2 separate regions of the Mus musculus genome follow, and region 1 is linked to region 2. The links are chromatin contacts, called in public HiChIP or PLAC-seq maps. All regions are on one chromosome and are shown on one strand. The core of a region is the stretch at or near the end of the contact, and the rest is flanking DNA. Distances in the headings are between cores, read along the strand shown. Region 1 holds the start of Nfam1 (Nfat activating molecule with ITAM motif 1). Region 2 overlaps Tcf20 (transcription factor 20).

What was found. HiChIP or PLAC-seq counts read pairs in DNA pulled down with a chosen protein or histone mark.
Region 1: an H3K27ac HiChIP or PLAC-seq map of embryonic stem cells shows a contact between it and region 2, with 8 times the contacts expected there. The contact joins the promoter of Nfam1 here to the enhancer-like site in region 2. A contact is called at or near these places in 14 of 39 promoter capture datasets (the C10 cell line, the HPC-7 cell line, cranial neural crest and 10 more), 5 of 15 datasets of contacts at CTCF or cohesin (the NIH/3T3 cell line, embryonic stem cells, large pre-B cells and 2 more), 20 of 484 Hi-C or Micro-C datasets (B cells, CD4 T cells, the HL-1 cell line and 9 more), 16 of 115 datasets of contacts at active chromatin or transcription factors (the HPC-7 cell line, bone marrow-derived dendritic cells, bone marrow-derived macrophages and 7 more) and 5 of 9 other capture datasets (adipose tissue, embryonic stem cells, liver and 2 more).

The regions. Positions count from the first base shown.
Region 1 is chr15:83,031,859-83,037,454 of GRCm38.p6, forward strand. It overlaps Nfam1 (Nfat activating molecule with ITAM motif 1), which reads right to left and starts at 1,539. Exons shown (of 6, transcript NM_001271411.1): 1 at 1,255-1,539. The coding sequence starts at 1,372. It overlaps Gm32620 (a long non-coding RNA gene), which reads left to right and starts at 1,458. Exons shown (of 3, transcript XR_384275.3): 1 at 1,458-1,646; 2 at 2,401-2,494.
Region 2 is chr15:82,860,316-82,866,055 of GRCm38.p6, forward strand. All of the region lies in intron 1 of Tcf20 (transcription factor 20), which reads right to left. Among named protein-coding and RNA genes, the nearest start is that of Tbrg3, 35 kb to the right of the region's middle. Within about 2 kb of position 3,711, at least 1 of the 459 cell types and tissues checked has an H3K27ac peak or open chromatin away from gene starts, as enhancers often do.

The sequences.
Region 1 (5,596 bases), core at 289-2,788, 170 kb after region 2:
AAATGAAAAAGGGGACATGACATAATCCAGGGACAAAGAACCCCCAGTCACCTCATCAAAGTCAAAGTGGCACCGAGGAGAGGCGTTGGTGGACAAAGTGCTCACAGCATAAGTGTAAGGACCAGAGTTCGAAACCCTGGAATTCGAATAAAGCAGAGTAGCACGTGTCTCTGATCTTATTGTTCCTGCCACAAGACAGGAAGCAGAGACAGAATCCTTGGAAGCTTGCAGGCCAGCCAGCCTGGCATTCACAGCAGTGACAGACAGACAGACCAGACAGACGGATGGGCGGGTGGGTGGGCAGGCAGACAAACAGACAGGCAGGCAGGCTATTTCAAACAGGTAGAAGGCAAGGATGTTCACCCGAGGCTGGCCTCTGACCTTCGTAAACTCACCTCGGCACACACAGGCACACGCACACACACACATGATTTATAAAATAAATAAGTAAAGTCAAACAGAGAACAGTTAGTACTCAGCCTCCACAGTGGAGTGTCCCTGGGTCAGCAATGGACCAGCTGCTAGCCAGGCCAAGGCAAGAACACATAGTGCCTGACAGACATTACCCAGCACCACCAGGGAACACACCTGAGAGGGACACCCTTGGAGGTGCGCTGGCCTAGATAAATTGGCCTCTACCCCACAGCTTGCTTTGAATCCAGACCTCCCAGCTTCCAAGGGAGCCTGGAACTAGGATAGGACAGCAGTGTTGGCCCTGGGGAGATTCGCTGGTCATAAAATCCTTGGCCTCTGACTGCATTTTAGAAAGTGCTAAGTGTGACCCTTTCTAGTGTGGCCCCAGGATGCCGTGCTCTGACTGCCTTTCTCTGTATTCACCAACCACCACCAGCAGCACCCAGGGCAGCTCCACCACCTGGCAGATTCAACAGAACTCCTCTACCACAGTAGCCTTGTAAGAGCTGTCTTTTCCATGGACTCCACACCTGACCTCAAAAACACAGCACCCACCTTCCTTATTTAAGGACCAGGAGGCCTAAGCTATGCTGTCAGGAAAGCTGTTAACACTGGGGTGAAGACACAGCACCGTCCCCCCACAACCCCTTCAAATGCCACCTTGACGAGGCATTAGCTAAATATCTTCTCAGTCCCCGAAGGCTTCCCACATGAAGTCTACAATGTTCAAACGCAACCAGCAAATCCCCAGAGACAGGTCCCGGGAATTAGCTGTTCCCGCTGGATGAAAGTCACTCTGATGTATGCGAACAAGAGGACGTGAGAAGGAGACAGACTTGCCTGTTAGCTGCAGGGTCTGGGGCACCGGCAGCAAACAGAGGAAGCACCAGGCTGGGAGCCAGCTGGGTGGGTGCAGGCATCGCACTCGGGCCCCACGTCGCAGAAGCCAGCTCTCCATGGAATACCGTGCGCCAAGCTGGACACTTATCAAAGCCTGTTCCTCCTTCCGCTTCAGGTCACTGCAGACTAAGGCCCCTGCTGGCAGCTAGAGTTCCCTTTTGTGTCCCCATAAGTTCCTCCTCTGGACACCCTTCTGCTTCCTCAAGGCGGTTCCTCTCAGAAACCCTGACCTCCCTCTGAAATAGCGGAAGCAACCTTGGTGAGGGGTTCCAACAGATAAACAGCCTGGGGCTCCAACTCATCCAAGCCACACAGTGGGAAAAGAGCATGCGGTAGGAACCTTGGCTTTCCCGGGCTTCTGGGGCCTCCTTAGTCCCTCGCAGCAGAGGACCCTGTCCTGGAAGCTGGGTGGCCATGCTCCTTAGGTCTGAAACCCTAAAAATGACCATAATCCCACCTGCTCAGACATCCCTGCAAGGTCCCTGCCATCCCTTGAGAAGGTGTCCTGAAGGGGGGGTGGGGTGGGAGTGGGGGGAGCCTAGGGTGGGGGAAGAATAAGCAGAGGAGTGGCAGACTGGGAGGCTGAAGGGCCTTAAGCCACTTGTCCCAGCCTCCGGAGGGAATTTAACACATCCTGGAGTGAGAGACAGTAGCTGGTTCTTCGGAGGAACTCCTCTTGATCCACCTGAACTGATACGCCTCCTCCTCCTCCTCCTCCTCCTCCCACTCCTCCTCCTCCTCCTCCTCCTCCTCCCACTCCTCCTCCTAGGGTGGGGGGGGGGCTCCCTAACCCGACTTCACCCCATCCCCACCCAAGAGGAGACACAGGCCCCTGACTGCCTCCTTCCTTATCAGCTCTGCTCTCGAAGCCCCCATGGCGCTAGAGGTCTCAGTACTGGGACAGTGATGGCTTCCTATGAGGGGGGGAGGGGCCATCCTCTGCAGACTCTAGGGAGAACTCCTAAGGTCCTGGAGCCCCGTGTCTGTTTTGTGACCTGAAAGGTAGGGGCTGAGAGGACAAGGGGAGAAAAGCAGCAGGAAAGAAGTTGAGGGCCAGACCTGCTGAGTCTCGACTTTTCTCATTAGAGCCGTGAACCCAAGAGAGCCCTGAGTAGCCCCACCACACCAGTGAGAGACTTCAGCATGAAGAGGTGAAGCAGCTAGCTCATGATCCCGGCAGGTCTGTGGGGCATAAATGAGAAGGACAGATAGATTTTTACCTGGATTTTCTTTGCCACTTGTGCCAGTGTGGTGGAGGCTGGGCACGTGGCTGATGTTCCCCCCCTCCCCCACCCTTTCATATCACCATGGGGGCTTCTGTCAGTACCTTGCCTAAATCCCTTCCCCTTGGCCTCTGCACAGTTAACAGTGAAAGCTGCAGGGTGTTTGGGAGCAAGAACCCTGAGACTGGTGTGCAGAGGCAAGCAGCCATAGGCCACCCACCCGCAGAGGAAGATGTGTATGAACAGGAGAAGAGGCAGCGCGAAGGGGCGGGCTGGGACCCAGGCGGTATTGGCTGTTGATCCATCAAGGTGATACATGATCACAAGTGTCACAGCGAAGCATGGATAATCTGCTTCACGCCGCTCCCCAGCTCCTGCGGGGAGCAGATTGTCTAAGCACTCCGGTGCCATGGTGATAGACGTCATGTTAATGCCTCGGTGCACAGAGGGAGCATTTTAAAGGCATCGGGCTGCGCCTCCGTGAGTCTCCTCATGACTTGGCACCAGGAGATGCCTGAGTGCCAGGCTGCCTGAAACACAGATCCTGGCTTCCCCAACACTGGTGCTGTCCCCATGCCTGCCCAGGTGCCAGCTAGCTGCTCCTCCCTGCCTGTGCTTGGTACTGCTGTGCATCCCGTGCAGATAAACGTCAGTCCCTGACAGCATACCTGCACCTAAGCTGCAGGCAGCGGGGCCTTACGGGACCCTGCTGAACACCTAGCAAGCCACTCACTGTCCTACCCCCTGCACAGGTCTTCAACTCTACAAGACTTCATGCTGGTGCAGGAAGTTGCTCAGAGGCCAAGCACTGCCTGGGCTCTGGGTGGGGCTGATGAGAACACAGCAAAGGAGGGGAGGGGGCTGAGGGGCTGCATCACCGTGGGGATCCTGAGCTACTGGGAAGAGGCAGGGACAGACCTGAGAAGCAGAGCCCCTCTGACCCAGGTGACAACCCAATGGACATCAAACCAAGGCGCATTCAGAAACCTAAAGGTCTCCGTGACTCTCCAGCACCTGTCACCCAGTGCTTTGAGCTGTAGACCACCTGGGCTCCATTCCATTTGCTGTTTTTTTTTTTTTTTTTTTGTTTTTTTTTTCCTGTCCTGTGCCCCAGGCAGGAGCCCTGAATAAGTAGTAGCAAGGTTCGAAGGTAGGAGGAGGACAGGAAAGAACAGAGACTTCACAGCTCTGGGCTGGGCCTCTGAGCTTGACTTTGTAGATGAGATTCCTGGGGCCAGCACATGTCAGCCGTGGCGTGGGTCTCACTAGGCACCCGCTTACCCCCCATCTACCCTTTATATCTCGCTGGGCACATCCTCTGCCCACAGCACCAGCCTTCCTAACAGATACAGAAGAGCAAGAGCCCATCTTGAGGAGCCATGTCTAAAGGGAACAAAGATAACCCAGGACAACTCAGTATGACTGTGTGGTCCAGCCTAGCCGCTGGGGCCAAACACTCTTCACCTCCAACTTAATGGGCATGGCAACCCTATGTGCTGGTATCTGAAATTCCTTCCATTTAATAGGTGCAGAAACTGAGGCACAGAGAAGACAAAGTGATTTCTAACCACTATCCTAGCGCAGCAGTTCTCAGCCATCCTCATTCTCTAATCTTGGCCCGCCACCCCCAACCAAATAGTTACGTTCGTGGCTACTTTGTAACTTTAATTTTGCTACTGTTCTGAATCTCAATGTAACTTTCTGTGTTTTTCTCAAGGCCTTAGGTGACCCCTGTGTAAAGGTCATTCGGCAGCCCCAACAGGGGCTCATAGGTTGAGAACCTCTGCTCAGACTGAATACCTAAGGGACAGACAGCACACAGAGCAAGGGGACGCCAGGGAAGGAGGAAGGCTTGGCTGGCTCGGGTGGACGGCTTTGTGAACAGCCCTAAAGGAGGAAGTAGAGAGGGGAACCTGGAAGCACGTGGTCCCTTGCAGTCCCTGGGAAGGGGGGTGGGGCTTCCGTAGACTTAGACTAAAACTTCGATAACAAGACAAGTCTCCATGCTAAGTTTACTTCCACCAATGTTTCTTGTTGCCAGGCAGAGAAGAGAAGAAACCAAAGTCAGTCCTTTTTTTTTTTTTTTAAATTTATTTTCTTATTATATGTAAGTACACTACAGCTGTCTTCAGAGACCCCAGAAGAAAGCATCAGATCGCATTACGGATGGTTGTGAGCCACCATGTGCTTGCTGGGATTTGAACTCAGGACCTTCGGAAGAGCGGTCAGTGCTCTTAACCACTGAGCCATCTCTCCAGCCCCCAAAGTCAATCTTTTCCCCTCAGAGTGCCCCAGAAAGGGAGCTTGGACCCAGCCACTGCTGCCTGGCCTGGGCTTGGAGGTTTCTCTTGCAGACACAGAGGTACTAGGACGAGAGGATCAGACCCCTGACCCAGCTTCATGTCACCTCTTCCTTCCCAAGACTCCAGCTCCCAGAGAGACCTATCAGCAAGGAGATCCGGGCTGAGAGTGGCCACTCTGCTCTGACCACTCTGTTCAGGGTGTCAGGGTGTCTAGGGTGTCAGAGGTACACTCCTCTGTCCTGTACCTCACGCGTCCAACAGTGGCAATGGAAAGTTCCCATCCTGGGGACACTGGGCTCACATTTGGGAAGGATGCTCTCCCACCCTGTGTAGCTGACCTGCAGGCACCGGGCCGATGCGTTTGATCATTTGATCAGATCCTCACCAAAACAGGGCAAGAGAGCTGACCGTGACCCCAGGATAAACCATACAATCCCGAGCCGACCCTCGGTGAGCCACCTCCTTACCTAGGAGGGAATGAACTCCGCCATTGGAGGCAGGCAAACCCATCTGGAGCCCATCACCCTGCATGCTGATGGGAGGTTTCTGCCCTGGCAAGAAGCCCAGGCTGGCCCATCTCCAAATCTCACCTCGGTTCAGGCTGCCCTATATCTTTGGCTGTTCCTTCCATTTGAGACCTAGTTTTAAAGGCTTTTCATCTACGTGCTACTTCCATTCTCACAGAAACATTGTGTGGGAGGAGTTATCATTGCCCCTAATTTACAGATTAGAAAACTGAACTCAAGTTCCACCGCA
Region 2 (5,740 bases), core at 2,461-4,960:
TATATGTTTTGGTTTTGTTTTTTTTGTTGTTGTTTTTTTTTTTGCTTACAATGCACTGTCCAATCACAACCCTGTTCCCTGTTCTTTTCTATTTGTTCTATCCTCTGGTTCTGAGATGGCCACTTCCATCTTCCTGGTATAGAAAAATGTCCCCAAGGAGTTCTCTGCTTCAGCATTGATCACAGGAACAATAGAATAAGATTTCCTGAGCTGGGCATGGTGTCGTGCGCCTTTAATCCCAGCACTCAGGAGGCAGAGACAGGATTTCTGAGTTCGAGGCCAGCCTGGTCTACAAAGTGAGTTCCAGGACAGCCAGGGCTACACAGAGAAATCCTGTCTCAAAAAAAAAAAATTCCTCCACTTGCTACTTTGACAATGTGATATCACATTCGCCACAGTCATGGATAGTCTATGGCATCTTCCTATTTCTGCTGTTCCTACCCAACAATCTTGTTCAAAAATGCCTCTGAGCCATTACCCTTCGTATTTCTCTGAAACATCCTTGAGTCCAGAAATGCCCTCCTACCCTACCAGGTCATGTGGGCCCCAGGATCCCAGGAGTTGCTAAAGTATGTGATCTTCTCTACAAGTTATCCTTACAGCAAAGAATTTGTTGGTTTACTTCACTTAATAAAACCAAACAGTAAAAAATTTTTACCAAACTAATGGAATGTGCTACAAATACTACTAATAATTATATATTAAGCAACTTCCAATATGGCCAACTATCTGGCTTCCCTGTGTATATACAAACTGCCCCTCCCCGGGAGGGTGGGGGACTGATCATTTATGACATGTTCTAAGTCATTTCTAGACATGTTGGGAGTTGATACACTTTAACTCAATTTTTTTCTAAAATTCATGATCCTTTTACTATACCATATGTTAAGCAAGAGCCATCCAAGTACATTTGGTTTTCCTTTTTGACAATAATTTGAGTAGTGTCTAAATTAATAATGGCTGTTCTTATTTGTTGCATGCTACACATGCTACCAGGTACTTTACATAGATGTTAACAGTCTCTCTCCTTACTATAATCTACAATGTTAGTATTCACCTTTTATAAACCAAGGCTTAGAAGTTAATTAATAAATCATGTGCCTCATAGACAGACAGAATAAGAAATGTCCACTCCAGAATCCAGCTACACTTCTGACAAAAGTCTCTGCCTAGTCATCAACAAGACATTGATCTATTCATAAAAGCACTAAGAAAGAAATCTTCAAGGCTGCCAAGTTGAGCTGTCACCTTAAACATGGATGTACCTGTATCATCTTTTTCATGTACATATAAATTAGCAGACTGGGCATGTGTACCTGTCCACTGACTAGTTTGGTTTTATCCTATTCTGCATCCAGTTTGCTCCTAGAATCTAGCATGTCTTCAGGACTGACCTCAGGACAACTAGTGCTGATGGCACTGGTAGCGCTCTGGCAAGGGTAGCGCTCTGGCAAGGGAATCCCAAAAAGGGACTCTGAAAACATCTTAAGGAACCAAGTCATTCAGAGCTCACAAGCTTTTTCGTTATCTTGGGAAAAAGAAATCTACTAGAATACTGCAGGTGTAAAAAAATTGGCTCTTCCAGAGTCGGCCACAAAAGCTGTGGGGAAAAAAATCTATCTGCAAACATGATGAAATATTTGCAGGCCTCAAAAGAAGGCACTAATCTACAGCTATTAAAAAATCCCAAATAAATAGATAGATAGATAGATAGATAGATAGATAGATAGATAGATAGATAGATAGATAGATAAGTAAATAAATATAAAAATAAAAATAAAGCCAGGTATGGTGGTATACTCCTGTCATCACAACAACTGGAAGGCTGAAGAAGGAGGGTCATAAATTTGAAGTCACGGTAAGAAACTGGACTACATAGGGAAACCCCATCTCAAAAACCCCACCCAACTTTTTCCCCCAAAAAAATTTAAGGGAGCCAGGCATGGTGACACACAACTTTAATCTGAGAACCCAAGGAGGTAGAATTAAAAAGGCATATGTCTGAGAGTTAGAGACCAGCCTGCTCCATATACCAAGTTTCAGGCCAGTCAAAGCTACATAATGAGACCATATTAATAACAACTTAAGAGACCATATCCCATCTGGTGAACTTAGGCTGAGGGTGGTACACACATAACAAAAGCAGCAAACATTCTTACAATTCTAAAGATATAAATTGGTAATTTAAAATTGTTCCTGCAGGATCTGTAGCAAATTATGGTATACCTTACACAGTGCATAATCATTGTGAAGATTCTAGCCACATGAAATACATACTTGTGCTATGGACTGCATATAAAAATTGGACATTCTTATAGATGGAGGACAAAGGAAATGACTGGAAAAATGAAAACCTTTTGATGATCTACAGTGGCAGGATTCACATGGCCTCACATACAAATAAAATTTTATATAATATATAAATATATATATAACCTAAATATTTTATACACACAAATATATATATATACATGGCTTAGACTACTGAACTCTACGTCATCTCAGTACCATCTGCCTGTGCTATCTGTCTGCTGGCACTTCTTTGCCCAGGGGAAAGAGGCACAAGACACACCCTACAAGCCCAGAGGATGGGGGAGTAACCAGACAGGACCTGCACTAGGAACTCACAGCCAACACACTGCATACCTTAATCACTGCAGGGCCCAAATGGCGTGCATGTCACCAGCTCAGGTTTTTTGCTTTCATTTTTTGTTTTTCTAAGAATTAGGTCTAAAAGCTGGGTATAATGATGTATGCCTTTATTCCAGCACTTGGAAAAAGGCAGAGGCACTTGGATCTCTGTGAATTCAAGGCCAACCTGGTCTACATAGTGAGTTCCAGGAGAGCTGGGGCTAAGTAGAGAAACACTGTCAAAAAGAGGGCAGGGGTCTTAAAAACAACCCAATTTCCTGATTGCCCACTACATATTACATACACAGTAGGCAACTTATTCTTGGACATAATTCCCGAAGGCCCAGAAGCTAAAGCCTTCTTCTCTTCCCTACACAGAATGAAGCTTCTGGAAATATGGCTGACACATCCTGGCCCCGTGCCCATCCCCCTTTTCTATCTTATACACATGGGTATCACAAAGTCAATTCAAATAGACACATGGAGATCTTGATAGCTCCAGAGTTAACCAGAAAGGGGACAGGAAAGTGGGACTAATTGCACCTGGGACTAACTAGGGAAGTCTCCCTTTCAGTCTGTGTTACCTGGGCTTTGGGGTATCACATTTAATTGTTGTTAAGAATACAGCACAGTAAAATACAGACAAAATGAAGGTAAACAGCAATCACTGCTGTCACTTAAGGCAGCCCCCCCCCCAAACGCCGCCTGTAAATCCTTCAACATAACTTTATATTAAGAGCCAAAAGACTTAATTCCAAACAGAAATGGACAAAAACTATATGAGGAAAAATACAAACTTTTTTTGAAAAGCCCTCAAAAGTTTAAAACAAACAGTATATAGCTAGACAAAACGGTCCAGTTTCAAAAGTCAAGACTCTTAACAGATTAGTAACAGTATTATTTTCACTTTGAAATAATCCCAAACACATGGAAAAGTTCTAAGTGTTTACACACCTTTTAACAAGATTGCCCAACTCAGTATTTTACCTCATTTGTTAAGTTTTCTATATGTACCCAAAGCTGCCAGTTCCTAATCACTGTGAGAAATCTGAACACAAACAACTCACTCTTCTGCATAACCAAGCCTCCACAACAGGATGCCAACACTAATACTAACACTAATACTGCACTAACAGATTAATACTGCACTACCAATTCAGCCTACAAGCCTTATATCTCAGTTATGAGAATGGCCACAACATTTCCCCCTCTTTGTGGTCCAACATTTCATCCAAGTGCCAATCTCTGCTAATGTCTATTGATCTGCAGTAGCATCTCATTGTTTTGCTGATTTTTATGTCCCTGCTAAGTCCTTTCATTTCACAGGGTCAGCCCTCAGCCTAATATTGGTCTGCATTTCCTAATGGCCAAACTGACAGCAACACAGGGCATACCACATAAGCAGAACCAACAGCAATCCATCCCCCTACACTGATGATGTTAACCATGTCAAGCCAATGCCTAGCAGGTTCTTCTAAAATCCTATCATGCTCCTCTTCAAAATAATCACTTTGCTGGAGCAATTATAAGGGTCTGTCAATACCTTGTTCTTTGTTAAGTATCAACTAACAGTCAACATCCAAATGACCCCCATCTCTATGAAACCTGCCAGTTGGTGATACTCTAGCCTTCATTTTGTCTACATTTATCAATTGCCTCTTCATCTATTTGACACTCAAAAGTGTCCAGAGTTGGCCAACTGGAAATGCAAATAGCTTTAGTGTTGGCCTGACATTTTCTGGTCTTCAAAACAATTCGCCCATTTCCTAGCAAAAGACACTTCAAACTCATCTGGTATCTTCCCAGCTCCAACTCCTATAAGTACCCAATTCCCCAAAGACAATTCCTCTTGAAGGAAGATGATTCAGCAACAAAGATTTAGGTGCTGGGACTGAAACTAAGATGTCTGTACTTCTAGCTAGAAAAGGCTATGTATACATACTTACCATTCCTATAACTATTTTTACAAAATGTAGTTACATATCTACTAAAAAAAAAAAAATTTATCAGTCCAATTCCAGCCCAACATTTCTCTTTTTTATCTTTCCATGTTTGTTAATTCCTTTGTCAAACAGTAAATTTCAGTCTTATCCTTGAACCCTGTTCCTACTACCTCCCGGGCCACTATCTATGTGGCCCACTTCTATTACAGTTTATAAACCAATTTCAAAAATCATTGTGTTTTTTTTTAATTCTAAGTAGTATGTAAAAATGGTAAAACCATAAAAAGGCAGGATATACATACCCTAACCATACATTAAAACTTTCTTTTTCTTCTTTAAGGTTTATTTATCTTATGTATATGAGTACACTGTAGCTTACAGATGGTTGTGAGCCATCATGTGGTTGCTGAGAACTGAACTCAGGACCTCTGCTCGCTCCAGCACAAGGATTTATTTATTGCTATATATAAGTACACTGTAGCTATCTTCAGACACCAGAAGAGGGCATCAGATTCCATTACAAGTTGGTTGTAAGCCACCATGTGGTTGCTGGGATTTGAACTCAAGACCTTTGGAAGAGCAGTCAGTGCTCTTAATCACTGAGCCATCTCTCCAGCCCACATTAAAACTTTCAAATGTAATTAAAATAAAGGGTAGGTACTAGCATGCCACTTTTAGGTAGGGAAAAAAAAACTGTTAAACCTCACCTCACAATATCCATAAAAATAAACTGCAGGTAAATTTAAAAGCTAAACATCATCTTTTTAAAAATTAAAAGAAAATACAAAAACATTTAGTCTTTGGGATCAAACTGATACTCTGCTTTTGAGGTTTTTGTTCAGTTTGCCTTTCAAGAAAAGGTCTTGCAAGGTAGCCCAAGCAGCCTCTAACTTACGCTCTTCCTGGCTCAAGTTCCTGAGTGTTATAGTTTGTATATGCTCGGCCAGGGGAAGGGGGCCTGGGGGGGGGGGGGGCACTAGTAGAAGGTGTAGCCCTGTTGGCGGTGTGTTACTGTGGGTGTGGGCGCTAAGACTGGCCTGGAAGTCAGTATTCTGCTTGCAGCCTTGAGATGAAGATGTAGAACTCTCAGCTCCTCCTCCACCATGCCTACCTAGATACTGCCATGCTCCTGCCTTACTGATAACGGGCTGAACCTCTGAACCTGT